4 separate regions of the Mus musculus genome follow, and regions 2, 3 and 4 are each linked to region 1. The links are chromatin contacts, called in public HiChIP or PLAC-seq and Micro-C maps. All regions are on one chromosome and are shown on one strand. Each heading gives the region's core, a stretch centred on a gene start, on an enhancer-like site or on the middle of the called end of the contact. The rest is flanking DNA. Distances are from core to core; before and after follow the strand shown.

Region 1 (3,228 bases), core at 293-2,792:
ACCATATCTGACCCAACCCAAAGGAAACCCAGGGTCTCCTCCTAACCACAGCACTCCTTAGAGGTACTGGGACAGGATGGGGACTACAGGCGCTTCCCAAGGACTGTTCACCAAGGCTGAAGGTTAGAAGCAGCTTCCTGTGGAGACCCCCCACACCCCTGCATTGCACACTTCCAGAGACCATTGTTCCCTGGAACAATACTCCAGTTCTTTACATGCCTGGCAAGACTGGCCGGAAAGCCCAGTAGACTCCTCTCCCACCAGCGCCTGCCTGCCATGCTGCAGCCTGGGAAACCCCGAGGCTCAAGAGTCATTACCCACACGGAAGGCCTGGGCCCCAGAGGCAGAGAGCCAGGGCAGGGCACAGGCCCATAACAGACACTGAGTAGGTATGGGACAATGATGCACGGCCCCCGGGTGCAGAAAGGGGCCCACTCTCTCACCTTTTATGCCCTCTCTATACAGGCATGCCAATGTCCAGATGCCCAAAGTGCCTCACCATGACAAGCCCTGCCCTGGGAGTGAGGTCCCGTCTTCCCCTTTTCTACCCCTCCCAAACACAGACTGATTCCAGCTGTGGGACATCTGTGGCTAGGAAAGAAATTTACCCAACCCCCTATGACACGCAGCAGGCCTCCTAGGGTGAGGTGCACCAACACACACTCTTGCAGACTATGGCACGGGGTGGGGGTGGGGGCACGATGAACTCGCCACGCTCCAAGCCCCAGCCCCAAAGATTCCCAAGTTCCAGCCCTTCCCTGTTTGAGATATGGCCTGAAGAGGGGTCACTTACCCGGAGAGGAGTCCCGGGCCCGCTGACCAACTTCCACGCCTGTCGTTTTAGCTCCACGAGCTTCGTGTGGCAGTGGCGGCACCACCCGCCCCCACCGGCCGAGTGGCTCTGCTCAGCGCTGGCCCCGGCGCCCTCCGGAGCAGGGCGGCTGCTGCATGGGTCTTGATCGAGCCCGGCGGGCAGCCTCTTGCGCGGGGATACCTCAAGTGGCGGGGTCTCTCGAGCCGGGCCGCACTCAGCCACCTGCGGGGGTTGGAGATGGGACAGTAAGCCCAAACCTTCGCGCGGCGCCACTGCGGGACTCCACGCGGCCGACTCCAGACCCAGTCGCTCACGCCCCTAAAGCCACGCTCGCACAAAAGTTAGGGCCCTGGATGCAACGCCAGGAGTCCCTGAAGAAGAAGCCCCAGCCCGACGCTCGGGGCCCCGTCCCGCTCCGCGCCCCACCCCTAGAGGGCGCTGTACACCCCGCTAGCATCATCGTTGTCCTGGGCTCTGAACCCGGTGCCCGTCGAGCCCAGCCGCCCGCTCCTAGCAGGGCCTTGCGTACCGCGGGCTGCACCGCACACAAGGAGGCGCCGCGGCCGACCATGGCACGGTCGCAGGAAGGGATACGTTGGCTCTCGGGGTACAGTGGCTACGTGATCCGGCCCAGGGGCACCCCCATGGCCAGGCCTGCTGCTCTGAAGTTGGCAGAGCAGGCGAGTGGCGGAGAGCACGCTGTGGACGCGACCGGCTTGCTCCGGGACAGGCTGGGCGGGGGCGGGCCAAAGCTTGTAGGGGGAGGGAAGGGGGCGGGACGCCAGAGCGCCGCCCCCATCCTGAGCAGAGCCAAGTGGGCGGGGGTCCCGCTCCTCCTTGCGGCCCCGCCTACTGCTAGGACCCCCAACCTGTTAGTTGAGTGTTGATGCGGGAGGGGCGGTGGGGGCTGCCGAGACACAAGTTACGCGCACGCATGCGCCTCTGTCTCTCCTGAGCGAGGATGGAGTGCGCCTCCTGGGAGGCACCCAACACTCTCATCACTTTGCGAGCGGGAAAACTGAAGCTTTTGCCCAAGATCGCACAGCACGAAAGCGGGTGGGGGTGGGGGGATGGGGGGTAATGAAAGGGGCTGGACCCGGGCCAACGGCTTCCCCAGAACACCCAGAGCACTTGAGTGTGTCTGGCCATGCTTTGGCGCCAACTGTCTCTCATGGATGAGGGTCGTGTTTCAAGAAGTGCAGTGAGGGGCTACGAACTGTCTCGAAGTGTCCTTGCAGCCGCGCCTGTGCCTTAAAATGGATTGCACACTGAGCCGCCTGCGAAGTGGGAGGAAGCGCTGCGGCTTGGCCCTGGGGGTGTGCCGGACCTGTTGTCTGCCGGCCTGGCAGATGGGGAGTTAGCTCCGGAATTAATTGCCTGTTTGTCTCCGACCCGGAGGTCTCCCTCCTTCCCCAGCGACCAGTTGTTGCTCTCGCCCAAGTCAGACCCCAAATGTCACCACCTTCTGAGGTCGCGGGGGACTCCGGCCCAAGCTCTGGATCAACCCGAAACCCCAGATAGGAGCCAGGCGGGATCTGCGGCGTGGCTCCCCGTGACACAAGCGCCACCTGCCGGCCGTAGTGAGCACAGGTTTCGAGGGCGCAGAGACAGGACACCACGCGTTCTGAGCGCAGAGCTTTCCGCTTGAGGCTGAGACTTAGGACAGCTGAGCCAGGGTGATTCAAGGAAAGACCCTGGTCGGACATCCCCAGAGCAGTCAGACCTTCGCACGGTATAAGGTCTGTCAAACGACCTCTCCTTTCCCCACCTGGACCCTGCTTACTTAGCCCTCCACTCCTACGCACTATTGGCCAAGAGTGGGATGAAGATCCGGTTTTCCAGGTCATCTACGACTTAAAAGAGTCTGTAAACACGACAGGAAGTCATGAATAAACTGGGAACGGGCTCCCCACTTTCTGCAACCCCCAAGCCTCCAGGCCCTTCTCAGCCTTGCGAAGGGAAGACAGGCAGGCGACGGCCCACCATGGGATCCGGGTAGCCTCAGGCACCACCCTCCTCAGTCCACCCCTGCAAGCACTACAAACAGCGTCACCCCGCCCGCCCCTCTACCGCACTGAAACAAACACCCGGGGCCCAGGAGGCTCATACATTGTTATCGACTTACACACACGCACACATACTCCTCACACGCACACCGAGAAGCATCACCCGGAACCCAGGGCCTGCGCTCATGATGGGCCACACCCGCAACTTCACTTCCCCGCACCAGCGCGGTTCTTCGGGAAGCATACTCTACGTTCGAGTTCCCAGAGGACACAAAAACACAGCTCCACAAGACCCCGGGATGCACCAAGCAACCAGAATGATCTCAGAACTCAGATCACCTCCCCCTAGGCTTTTTCCTCGCCCATCCCTGCAAGGTGAGATAACCGCGATCTCTGCGCTACGCTCTC
Region 2 (3,558 bases), core at 726-3,225, 580 kb before region 1:
GAGGGGGCAGTCTAGAGCTCCTGAGTCCTGGTGACTCACAGTCTAGTTATACTGTGAAGAACAACTAGAGTGTCTGAGCATTGGCACTTTCCAGGTGGTTGCCACCTGGATTTGAACCCTTGTACTTTAAAACAGCGCGTGCACACATGCACACACACACACACACACAAGAAAGTGAAAGGAGAAAGCAATAGAAGGAATAACTAAGAGTCAAGTGGAAGACTCGTCACAGGTAAGAAAGGGAGCAGTGTGGGGCAGAGGAGGCAGAGGTGAAGGCAGGACCACAGCGTGCAGAAGTTGGAAGCTGGATGAGGGGCAGAGAATACGGAAAGACTCCGGGCCCCCACAGGGCTGGTCAGGTGGAAGCAGGATCGACCACACAAGTCATCTCTCTGGAAGTGTCAACTCACACAACACACACACACTGGAGAGGTCACACTAGTGATCTGAGGGACCAAACCCTGTCCTGCATTTCCCAGGAGCCATGCCCAGAGACGTCAACACTGGGCTGCTCACCCAGGTCTCGGGTCCCTTCGGGGTAAGCAGCAGGCAAGAACACAGGGCTCTGTCCATCTGTGAAGGCCCACAGCACTCCTTCAGGAAGCAGGAGGAAGATGGAGAAAAGAAACCTGCCTCCCCAGAAAACAGCTCCAGGTGGTCAGGAACATACCCATACCCTGCTCTGAGGTCCCCTTTCCTTAGGGCCCAGCTTGAGAGGCAAGGGCTAAAGGGGCAAGATTTCAATGCCCTTGCAGCCTCTAGGACCTCACTGGGTATCCATAGCCCCAACTCTCAGAAAGACCCAATCCTACTGGCAAAGGTGTCAGGGCTGTGGAGGGAGCCCCCCCCCCCCCCAGGCCCCAGACCCAGGGCGTCACTGAGCCTCCCAGCCCCACCCAGCCTGGATGTCTCCTACTCTGACATCACCTGCCTGCCATCATCTCACTGTGGACAGCAGGCACGGGGACACCCTTAGAGGAGAGGGAGGCCAACCCCCAGAGCCTGGTCATGGGGTGACCACTGCCACCGCCAGTCCAACTTGGAAAGGCTTCTGAGCCAGGGCTTGCTGTAGGAGGTTTGGGGCTAGGCTTAGCCCGGCCATCGTTGCTAGGAGGGAGAATAATAAACACCCCAAACTTGTCCCCTCAGCCGCGCCAAGCAGAAGAGCCACCACCCGAAGGTGAAGGAGGAGGTGGCGATGCAGATGCTGAGAGACAGTGGGAGGCAGGGAGCAGCCCCGTGGCTGAAAGGAGCAGACAGGAGGAGGTCCCCTCCTGGCCGCGGACAGCCCAGAGGCAGAGAAAGCAGGGAGACGGTGGCGGCTAAAGGGAAAGGAGAGAAGAGAAGGAAGACGGAGGGAGGGACCGCAGAAGGAGGGGGGACCGGGCACCCGGGAGGAGGCCGGGAGGCGGGCAGGCGCGCCAGGCCCAGAGGGGGAGGGAGCGGCGTTGTATCCTGAATCAGCGCTGGCCCTGCCCGGGCGGGGACCGGGCGCCCAGGTCTACCAGCTCGGCAGGCCGCGTAGACATGCGCGGGGCCAGGCCTTGTCGCCGGTGCCAGGAGGCCCCTCCCGGGCGCGCGCAGACATGGGCAGCATCGGCAAGCGCTGGCCGGGCCAGGTGTGCCGGGCCCTCGCCCAGCCCCTTCCTCACCGCCGCTTTTGTCCAGCCCCGCCCGCCCCGGTGTGGCCTGGAGGCACGCAGGTGCCCTGCTGGAGGCCCTGCCGCCGTGGGCGCAGGGCTGGCGCGGCCCCTCCTGCGTCCTACCTGTGCTCCCGCCAGGCCCGCGGCTCGCCCGCCCGGACGCTGCCCGGCCCAGCCCGGCCCTCTGCCCGCCCGGCCGAGCGCTGGGCGGGGCCGCCGCCTAGGACATGCCCGGCGCGGCCCGCACGCTGGCGGCAGCCCCGGCCGAGCCCACGGGCAGAGCGCCGGACCGCGGCCTCGCGCGGCGGGTCCCCTGACGTCTGCCGCGACACGCTCCGCCCCGGCGCGCCCCGCCCCCGTGATGCCCCGCCCCGCGACGCCCCGCCCCCCGGAAACCAGGTTAGGGCGGGCCAGCCTCAGCAGGTGAGCTGGACTCCGCAGCGCCGCCCCAGAGGTTACGCGCGGCCCCTCCCGTTCCGTCCACCCGTCCCGGCGCACCGGATCGGGCAACCAGGAACGGGCGATCACCTTTGTCCCCGGCCCAGCCTGGGGCGGCGCATCTCCGCCACCCTGTGCATTCAGACCCCCTTCTCTCTGGCGCTGGCTATCCCAGGGTTGCGAGAAAGGGCGTACGGCTGCCCAGCGTCCTGTCCCAGAGCCGAATAGTTAACATTTAACCACATTCCAGAAGCCCGAGCTCCAGCCGCTCTCCCAGCCCCAACCTTTGGCCTTTCAGCCCAGTGGAGGGGTGCAGGGCGAAGGAAGTAGGATGGATCCCAGAGGCCTGTGCGTCCAGCTGGGTCTCTTCCTCCTGCGCCCTCGACGTTGCAGGATAGGCCACGGGCTCGGGACAGGATGGTGGGCAAAGACACCAACGTACCTGGATGTCACAGTGGGCTGGACGGGGAGGGGCGGGGAACTCCGGAGGCTCTCCCAGTTCCTGAGGTAAGTTCTCACCGGCCGCTGGCTGGTGCCTGGTGCAACAATGGAGGTATCAGGTGTCCCTCTAGTGCCAAGGGGGAAAGGATTAGCGTGGGGCGGAGCGGCTTTGCAGAGTGGTGGAGAAAGTACTGTTCAGAGTGCATTCCTGCATTCCCGTTGAAGGGTACTAGTGAGGGCCTTGGCGGAAGTGGAATGCAGAGCAGAACTCCAGGCCTAGGAATGTGCGCTTTATCCTGCTGGTACAGGAGCTTCGTGAACCCAATCCACCCCGCCCAGGCTCCAAAGCCAGCGGGCACAGTTGCCCATCCCTGCCCTGTAGAAGGAGGTGGAAGGGGTTCTACACAACTCGAGAGTAGAGGCAAGCCCGCCAAGAGGAGACAGATAGGAAAAACTGCATGAGAATGTGCTAGGTTGTTGGGCCTGGCTGTGCGAGCTTATAGTACAGGCCCAAATGGGGGAGCCTGGCTTGCGGTATGGACAGAGGAGGAACCTGTAGCCTCGTGACCAATTTTGGATGTCATCCCAAGGACAGTGGGGCTCAGGAAGTTTGTGCCAGCTGAGACCTGATGAGATGAAGGCCTTGGAGAGAGCTCTAGATGTCTTTGTGGGCAAACGGGAGTACTTTGAGGGGGAGGCCAGGACTCCAGGGAGAGGCCAGGAACTGGAAGAGATGGAGGCAGAGGAGACTTGTCAGGTACTGGAAAGAGGAGGGCTGGGTACGTTCCTGTCTTCCTAGCCCATTTGTCCTTGCCAGGGTTGTTAGCCCCGGTCTCAGCTTCCGGGAGCTGTATGGGGATTTTGCAGTTTCTTCCTAGTAGACTGAGACTGTCCTGTTTCTGAGTCCCAACTCCCGAGCCGGGCTCTCCCATTCTCTTGGCTCTGTAAACAGCCCTTTCCCCAGCGGCTTCGCTGTCTTAGCTTAGCTACCCCTTGCTCACTCCTTAGTAATGGATGCTTATAAACGTTATTATTT
Region 3 (3,203 bases), core at 7-2,506, 730 kb before region 1:
ATGGGGAAACTGAGGCAAGTGATCTCTCCAGATGGCTGCGCATCTCAGGAGCTCCCATAACCTCTGGAGACCACCTCTGGTGGACTCCGGAACTAGCCCATCCCCTTGGGTTCTGAGACGCTGCCCTTGTCTTCCTGGGCTTAGAGGGTGCCTCTCCTTCCCTCTAGTCGATCCCATGTCCCAGGATTAGTTGTTGAGAGAGATTGGAGATAGGCAAACTACCACCCAGCTCACAGCGACCACGAGAGAAACCGTACTAGAAGAGTCTCGGATTTCCTTGTCTGGCTGCAGCCCTGACCGGCATCAGGCTGCACATTGGGTAGTAAGGAGTCAATCACTGCTGGTGCTAGAACTCCAAGATAGAGCCAGAACTCTAGGAGCCAGAGTTCGAGAGCCTGGGGAGTCGAGACTAGCCCCGCCTCCATCTTGCGCCTGGGCCGGGCTGGCAGGGTTTGGGCGTGGCCCGCTAGCTGGAGTTGGCCGGGATCAAAGGGCGGAAAGCGGGCCTCCGCCCACACCCACTGAGACAGGAATCTGTGGCCCAGGGGGACAGAATCTTCAGCCACATTCCGGGTGCCCGGGGCCCAGCAAGGCAAGGGTGGGGCGGAGCTGGAGTGCCAAGACTGGCATCACGGAGCGTGGGAAAGACTGCGCTACCAGCACTCAGCTCCAGCTGCCTGGGAGGCAGGCGGTAACTTTTGCCAGATCCAGGCGGTGGCCTTGCCCAATCTGGCTGCCCTGGATGGCATTAGGCAGGAGGGTCAAAGGGGGTCCACACTGCCAATCCAATTCCTGCCTGTTGTACTGGCTCTGGGCTGGTAGGGCCACAGTGGGGAGGGGGCACTGTTAGGTGGGCATTCTACAGTTGCATCAGGCAGCAGGGGTTCTTTATAGGAGTCGATGGAGTTTTGCAAACTCTCCTCCCGCTGAGTAATAGGAACCTGCCTGTAAACAGCAGCCCTGAAGCCCCTGTACTGGCTGAGGATAGACCCCTGGTCCCAGGGTCCAATTATTGCTTCCTCACACCACCATCAACCTCAAGGTCAAGTAACATTCCTGGAGTCATGCAGCAAGCTGGACGCAAGCTAGACACAAGCTGGTTCAGGGTAAACTTGGAAAATTCTGAGGCCCAAGTCTTCCAGCCCTAAGTGTCAGGACCAATGATGTCCCTTTCTCTGGCACGTGTCCTCAGTGGGAGAATGGCATCACAATACTACCTCCCTGAGTCGTCATGATGATGTGAGGTCCCAGCCAACACTCTGCCTCCGGAGCCCTCTCTGGCTCCAAGAACATGGTCTCCCACCTTATCTGTGGAGCTGGGTGCCCCCTGGTGGCCGCAGTGTTGACTTAGGTTTTAGGCTAGCTTTCCCAGCCTATGTCCGCGTGCCAGAGGAGGCCAGCTGGTCTCATCACTGCTCGTCTGGGAGAACGTACTCAGCTTGGACCTTCGGGTGACCATGCTGAAGGAGGTGTGGGTCAGGCTGAGGTGTTTGGTCCTAGACTCCGTTTTCTATGACACAAAACTTGGGAAACCCACAGTGACCTAGCATAGGGGTTCTGGGACTAGACATTTATAGCCATCTATATGGTTTGGGACATGAATACGTGGGTAAGGCTTTGGTGACTAATGCATAAGAGCATGCACCTGTGCCTGTCTGTCTACACTTAGTCTGACACTCTCTTGCTCCCAGAGCCCAGAGCATCATGATAAAGCAACTGAGCAGCTGCTGAGGAGGTTCGGGAGAGGTGGCTCCGTAGGGGCTCCTGTGGTTTGCTCCCAGAAACTGCGACAATGACACATTCATCAGGTATTGTCCCATCGTGACATGGAAATAAAACCTTTTGCATAGATTGGTAGATAGAGGCACAAACCATTTGGTAAAGTGGCTGCAATTCACTGCCCTCTTGGCTTTCTCTAGTGGCTGTTTTGTAGCCCTCACCTGGCATCTTTGGCAGAGATGGATTCCCCTACTCAGTGAGTGAGGGACTCTGAGGAGGTTGGCCTAGAAGAAGGAAAGAGGTTTGTGTGCATCTGGGGTGGGGGTGGGGGGAATCCCATCTCTTCCTGATCTTACCCTCCCTAGCCCAGCAGGCCCAGGGTAGAAGTTGTTGGGACCACAACGAAGCCTCCTGAAACTCCCCTGCAATGTGCTCAGAGGGTCCCTATGAGTCCAGTGGTTTGATAGGCAGAACTGGGTTCCCAGAAGGGAGGGAGTCGGGGCTGGTCCTATGGAGTGGTTAGGGGTAAAGAAGTTAGATTTAGTCTTACTCCACCTGAGTGCTTATGAGGCTCATCTTTCCTAGGGAGGGGACAGACAGAGAGGGGATCAATCGGGAATCTCGCCTCTTCTTGGTCTTGCCCTCTTCTCCCCTTGTCACAGATCTGTGCAAGTCATCAAGTCTCCAGTGTCACGAATAACTGGTTTCTGTGCAAAACTCTATGTTGGGAGGGCTGCATCTGGGTGAGAATGCATTACACCTGGATTTCTGAATCTGCAAATTGAGAACAATAGCAATCCGTACTTCACCCGGTTATTTTGCAAATACAACATAGGCGAAGGCTTGGTGCGCTCCTAGCATTTCTGCCTGGACATCAGGCTGCGGTCCGCCAGACGCGCATGTGCGGGAACCTCAGGAAGTCAGAGCGGGTCACTCAGGTTCGCTCTAGACAGCGAAGGCGGAGACGAAATTCTGCCCTTTACCTGCTGAGGCTCGCTCAGGGGTTGTGGACTCCCCCGCTGACGCCTGGGCAAGCCCCAGCGTGCTCCACTCTCCGTAGGGTATGGGTGGGAGTGGGCTCTTGGCCCTAGGCTGCCGGACGGCCAAGAGCTTACCCAGGAGGCGGAGGAGAAGGGGGGTAACCTAGCTCAAGGACCAGAGGCATGTGGAGCAGGTCGTGGAGCAGATTGTGACATTCCCAGCGAGAAGAGACTGGCCTGTAAGCTCCAGCTCAAAGGGCCGCGTAGGGGCTGGGGGCGTGGGGGTTGATACACTCTGGATCCCAGCCAGAAGGAGCAGCAAGTTTTAGGATCCCGGATGAGCAGGAAAGTCTCCCGAACGGCGGAGGCTGGGGGAGTCTTTTTTTTATCTGCAAGAAAAATCGCTATCCATGTGTGTGTGTGTGGTGGGGGCGCAGGACTGTGGGAACTTTCAGAGGTGATCCCACGGAAGAGTTGATAGCAGAGCACTGACAGTGCTGGGGA
Region 4 (3,592 bases), core at 307-2,806, 530 kb before region 1:
GGCACGTGGGCACGGACCCCTCGGGGGAGAGCCTGGCACGGACACTGTCCCGCTCCCGGAAGTGGGCGCTGAGATGCAGCTGCAGTGCGTGGGTGCTAGGGAACAGCTTGCAGCATAGCGGGCAAATGCAAAGGTGCCTGCTGGGACCCAGCTCTTCACTGTCGAGCACTGGCTCTGCAGGCAGCCCAAGCTGCTGGCTGCCCGTCCCTTCGATGTGCAGTGGCTCCAAGTCCACTGCCAGGCCCTGGGCTGCAGAAGCACAGACTGGTGGTGGGGATCGGTCCGCGCTCTGCGGGCTGCTGCTATCTTGTTCTGAGAACGAATCTTGCTCAGCCTTCACCAGAGGCTGCGCCACTTGCTGTACGGAGCTGCAGAGGGATGTCTGGAGGCGACAGGGTGGGTGTACCTGCTCCGGTCTTGGGCTAGGCTTCAGTGACAGGTCCAGGGCCCCACTTGACTGCTCTGCAACCTGCCAAGACGGAGGTCCAAATGTTGGCAGGGGATGGGTAGCCTTGACCCCTAGAGATGGGTGTTTGGCCTTTGGTGCGGCTTGGCAGAAGGCAGGGGACCAGGAAGGCAGGGGGTGTGGTGGCTGCCCAGGAAGCTCTGTCCCCAGCGTACGGGTCTCCAGATCTGGGTCCTTCTTTCTGAGTCTGCCCTTGCAGACCTTGACGATGTCATACATGTGCAGGTAACTGGCGGCAGCCAGGACGTCCTCGACAGGTAGGTTGTGCAGGTCCAAGCGGCCCTCGTACATGAAGTCCAGCAGGCGGCTGAAGGCGGGTACCGTGACGATGTCGCCGTTGAGCCGCACCGTGTCGCGGCTGCTCGCGGGCTGATCCCTGTAGAAGAGATGGAAGTAGACACTGCACGCGGCCAGTACAGCGCGGTGCGCAGGGAAGCGCGCGTCGCCCACCAGAACAGTGCAGTCGCACAGGAACCCCAGCTCGCGCTGCTGCCTCAGGCGGCCCAGCAGCCGTACGCCGTGCTCCGGGAACTCCATGCCGCCGCAGTCATCACCTGGGCACAAACGGGACGCCTGTCAACACGCCGGGGATGCCGTGGCCCCCGCTCGCCCCGACGCGCCCTTCCCGGGTGCAGGCAGCCCACAGAGAGGCGCGGGAGTGACGCGCGCAACCGCCAGCCCTGAGCTGCCCCGGCACCTGCCCGGAGCAGGAAAAACTCGATCGAAAGTAAACAGAAGCCGCTCTGCCGCCGGGGCGGGGCTCGGGGCGCAGCGGAGGGGCCGAGCCGCGCGGACAGAAAGAAGTCAGGACTTCAGGCTGCCTCGCCCCCCCCCCCCCGCCTGCCGCGCCCCCCGACGCCAGAGTCGCCGCCCGCCCGCACCGCCGCCAGCTGCCACCGCTGCCGTCGGCCCCATTTATGGCAGCGCGGCCGTGGGGAACGGCCGGCTAGGCAGGCGGAGCCGAGTACCCGCCCCTGTGCTCACCTTCGCCGCACGCGCGGCTCTCCGCTCGTTCTGCAAGCTTTCCCGTGCAGCTCGGACCGCACCGAACTGGGGGCGGCGCGCCCCGGCCGGGAGGGCGCGGGGACCCGGACGGCGCCGGGCGGGGCGCGCACTAACTTGGCCGGCGGGGCAACGCCTGCTGCTTGCCCCGCCCCGAAGAGCGAAACTCCCGGCTGGAGCTGGAGGGGGCGGACCGGGCGACTTCCCGGAGCGGCCGAACCGCTGAGGTCACCTCGCTACCCCTTCTCTGTCCGCCCCACCCGGTCAGTCCCGCTAGAAGCTAGCCCGCCGCACTCTGTGACGGGAGGGGGTGCGGGACCCTCTCGCGATACTTGTCTCCTGGGCCTCTGTGTCCTCCATGGGGTCCCGACTGCCCTGGTGGACAAAGGGGCAGTTGCTTCTCCGTGGACTACGGGACAATGGCCTCGGACCCGTTGGAAGACGGTCCTTCAGATGGGTCAGGGCGCCAATGAGAGACCACAAATGTCAAAAAGAAATTCACTTCGCCCTATGAAGATTTCTCTTGAATTCACGTTAACACATCTGGGACAGGCCGTGGAGCTGGGGTCTCAGAGAGAGAATTACCGCCCTCTGCAGACCCTGGGCTGACAGTCAAGCGCACTAAGATCTGTGACAGAGGGCACTGGGTAGGGCAGATGTGGTGGGATGGGTTTAAGACACAATCACAGAGAAGTGGCAGGAGACCTCCGGAGTTAGGCAGACAGGTCACACACAGGATGTAGGAGGAGTGATATGGAGAGAGGCCAGGGCCGGCACCCTGGGCACAGTGTTCCAGGGGAATCAGGGTCAGCAGGGTTTGAGGAGACTCCTGCTTCTTCTGGGGAGAGGACGTGACAATAGAGCCCGGGGTTTAGAGGAGTCGAGGCCCCTTGGCATGGGCTACACCAATGGCTCCCAAGTGTGCAGGCGGAGGGGTATTCTTAGCTGAGGGGGCTTGAAGTTGCTTGAGACATCGCTCACGTTGAGCTTCATTAAGCTTGTCAGTTAGACACTCTCATTTACAGTTCTAGCGTGAGGGAGGGGCCACGCAGTACCAAATCACAGAGCCAGAGTTCCTATGGGGCTAGGCCCGTTCCGAATTTTCACCTTGCATTTGTTAGAAGTCCAGGGACCAATAATGTTGGGTGGGCACCACATAGAGAGCTGGAGGGTAAGTATGAAGGAGGTCTTGCACAGGAATTACAGGGAAAGGGGTTTGGGTAGAATATCCAAAGGCATTCTGGGTAGAGACAGCCGCTGAGTCCTGTCTCTCCCCCCAACCCCCTGCCCGGCTCATTAGACACTCAGAACAGAGTACCCAGTTGTGAAGTGGGGCTTTCTGGCTGTTGGGGACAGCTCCAGGGGGCCTGTTCAAAGTTGTATTGGAAGCCCAAGGGGGCTCCCAGGGTTCCTGGAGGACCTAGATTCTACAGGGAAGAAAACCAGTGTTGTACTAAACGGAGGTTGAAGCAGGGATATTTCAAGTTCTAGACCAGCCTGAGCTACATGGCAAGGCCCAGTCTCAACTTCCTGCCCTGGAAAAGAAATGTATGTGTCTGAAATGCACATTTGACTATATTTTCTTCATCTGGCACCTGCAGTAAGAAGCCTAGAGTCACCTGGCAGTTATCCAGGCACTGCATGGCTGAGGGGCGGAGCTTGGCTGCCCCCAACATAGGAGCCCGGCCGGGGGAGGGCCAGTTCCCTCTGACTGTCCAAGTATTTACCACCACTCTACCTCTGTAGGAATGGCCCACATCCTATGTTCAGAGTAAGCCCAGATCCTACCGTCCCTCTCTGGAGCCTGCCTCTGCCTCAGCCCCTCCCAGAATTAGCATGATTCTGAGCCCCAATATCCGTGGTTCTCAACCTTCCTAATGCTTCAACCTTTTAATAATACAGTTCTTCATGTTGTGGTGACTCCTAACTATAAAATTATTTTTTGTCGCTACTTCATAAATTTAATCTTGCCACTTTTACGAATCGTCCTGTGAACCATCTGCTTTTCTGATGATCTTAGGCGACCTCTATGAAAGGGTCATTTTATCCCCAATGGGTCGTGACCCACAGGTTGAGAACCACTGCCCTACCCCCTTAATAATAAATACCTCTGCTACTGGGGAC

What was found. Hi-C and Micro-C count contacts between places; a contact is called where the count stands out from the background. HiChIP or PLAC-seq counts read pairs in DNA pulled down with a chosen protein or histone mark.
Region 2: a contact with region 1 is called in a Micro-C map of embryonic stem cells, with 3 times the contacts expected there. The contact joins the promoter of Cep170b here to the promoter of Kif26a in region 1. A contact is called at or near these places in 4 of 39 promoter capture datasets (cranial neural crest, embryonic stem cells, hippocampal neurons and 1 more), 1 of 15 datasets of contacts at CTCF or cohesin (pro-B cells), 9 of 484 Hi-C or Micro-C datasets (B cells, embryonic stem cells, myocytes and 2 more), 5 of 115 datasets of contacts at active chromatin or transcription factors (embryonic forebrain, embryonic stem cells and forebrain) and 1 of 9 other capture datasets (embryonic stem cells).
Region 3: an H3K27ac HiChIP or PLAC-seq map of embryonic stem cells shows a contact between it and region 1, with 2.6 times the contacts expected there. The contact joins the promoter of 1700127F24Rik here to the promoter of Kif26a in region 1. A contact is called at or near these places in 2 of 484 Hi-C or Micro-C datasets (both in embryonic stem cells), 1 of 115 datasets of contacts at active chromatin or transcription factors (embryonic stem cells) and 1 of 9 other capture datasets (embryonic stem cells).
Region 4: a contact with region 1 is called in a Micro-C map of embryonic stem cells, with 4 times the contacts expected there. The contact joins the promoter of Zbtb42 here to the promoter of Kif26a in region 1. A contact is called at or near these places in 6 of 39 promoter capture datasets (cranial neural crest, embryonic stem cells, hippocampal neurons and 2 more), 4 of 484 Hi-C or Micro-C datasets (all in embryonic stem cells), 10 of 115 datasets of contacts at active chromatin or transcription factors (embryonic forebrain, embryonic stem cells, forebrain and 3 more) and 1 of 9 other capture datasets (embryonic stem cells).

What each region holds. Positions count from the first base shown.
Region 1 is chr12:112,144,522-112,147,749 of GRCm38.p6, reverse strand. Kif26a (kinesin family member 26A) reads right to left here and starts at 1,542. Exons shown (of 16, transcript NM_001097621.1): 1 at 1,344-1,542; 2 at 794-1,036. The coding sequence starts at 1,385.
Region 2 is chr12:112,720,591-112,724,148 of GRCm38.p6, reverse strand. Cep170b (centrosomal protein 170B) reads right to left here and starts at 1,975. Exons shown (of 19, transcript NM_001024602.3): 1 at 1,767-1,975. It overlaps Gm46382 (proline-rich extensin-like protein EPR1), which reads left to right and starts at 1,983. Exons shown (of 2, transcript XM_017315329.2): 1 at 1,983-2,588.
Region 3 is chr12:112,873,879-112,877,081 of GRCm38.p6, reverse strand. 1700127F24Rik (a long non-coding RNA gene) reads left to right here and starts at 1,256. Exons shown (of 6, transcript XR_873068.2): 1 at 1,256-1,469; 2 at 1,692-1,808; 3 at 1,920-2,020; 4 at 2,382-2,938.
Region 4 is chr12:112,676,804-112,680,395 of GRCm38.p6, reverse strand. It overlaps Zbtb42 (zinc finger and BTB domain containing 42), which reads right to left and starts at 1,556. Exons shown (of 2, transcript NM_001100460.1): 1 at 1,451-1,556; 2 at 1-1,020. The coding sequence starts at 1,003.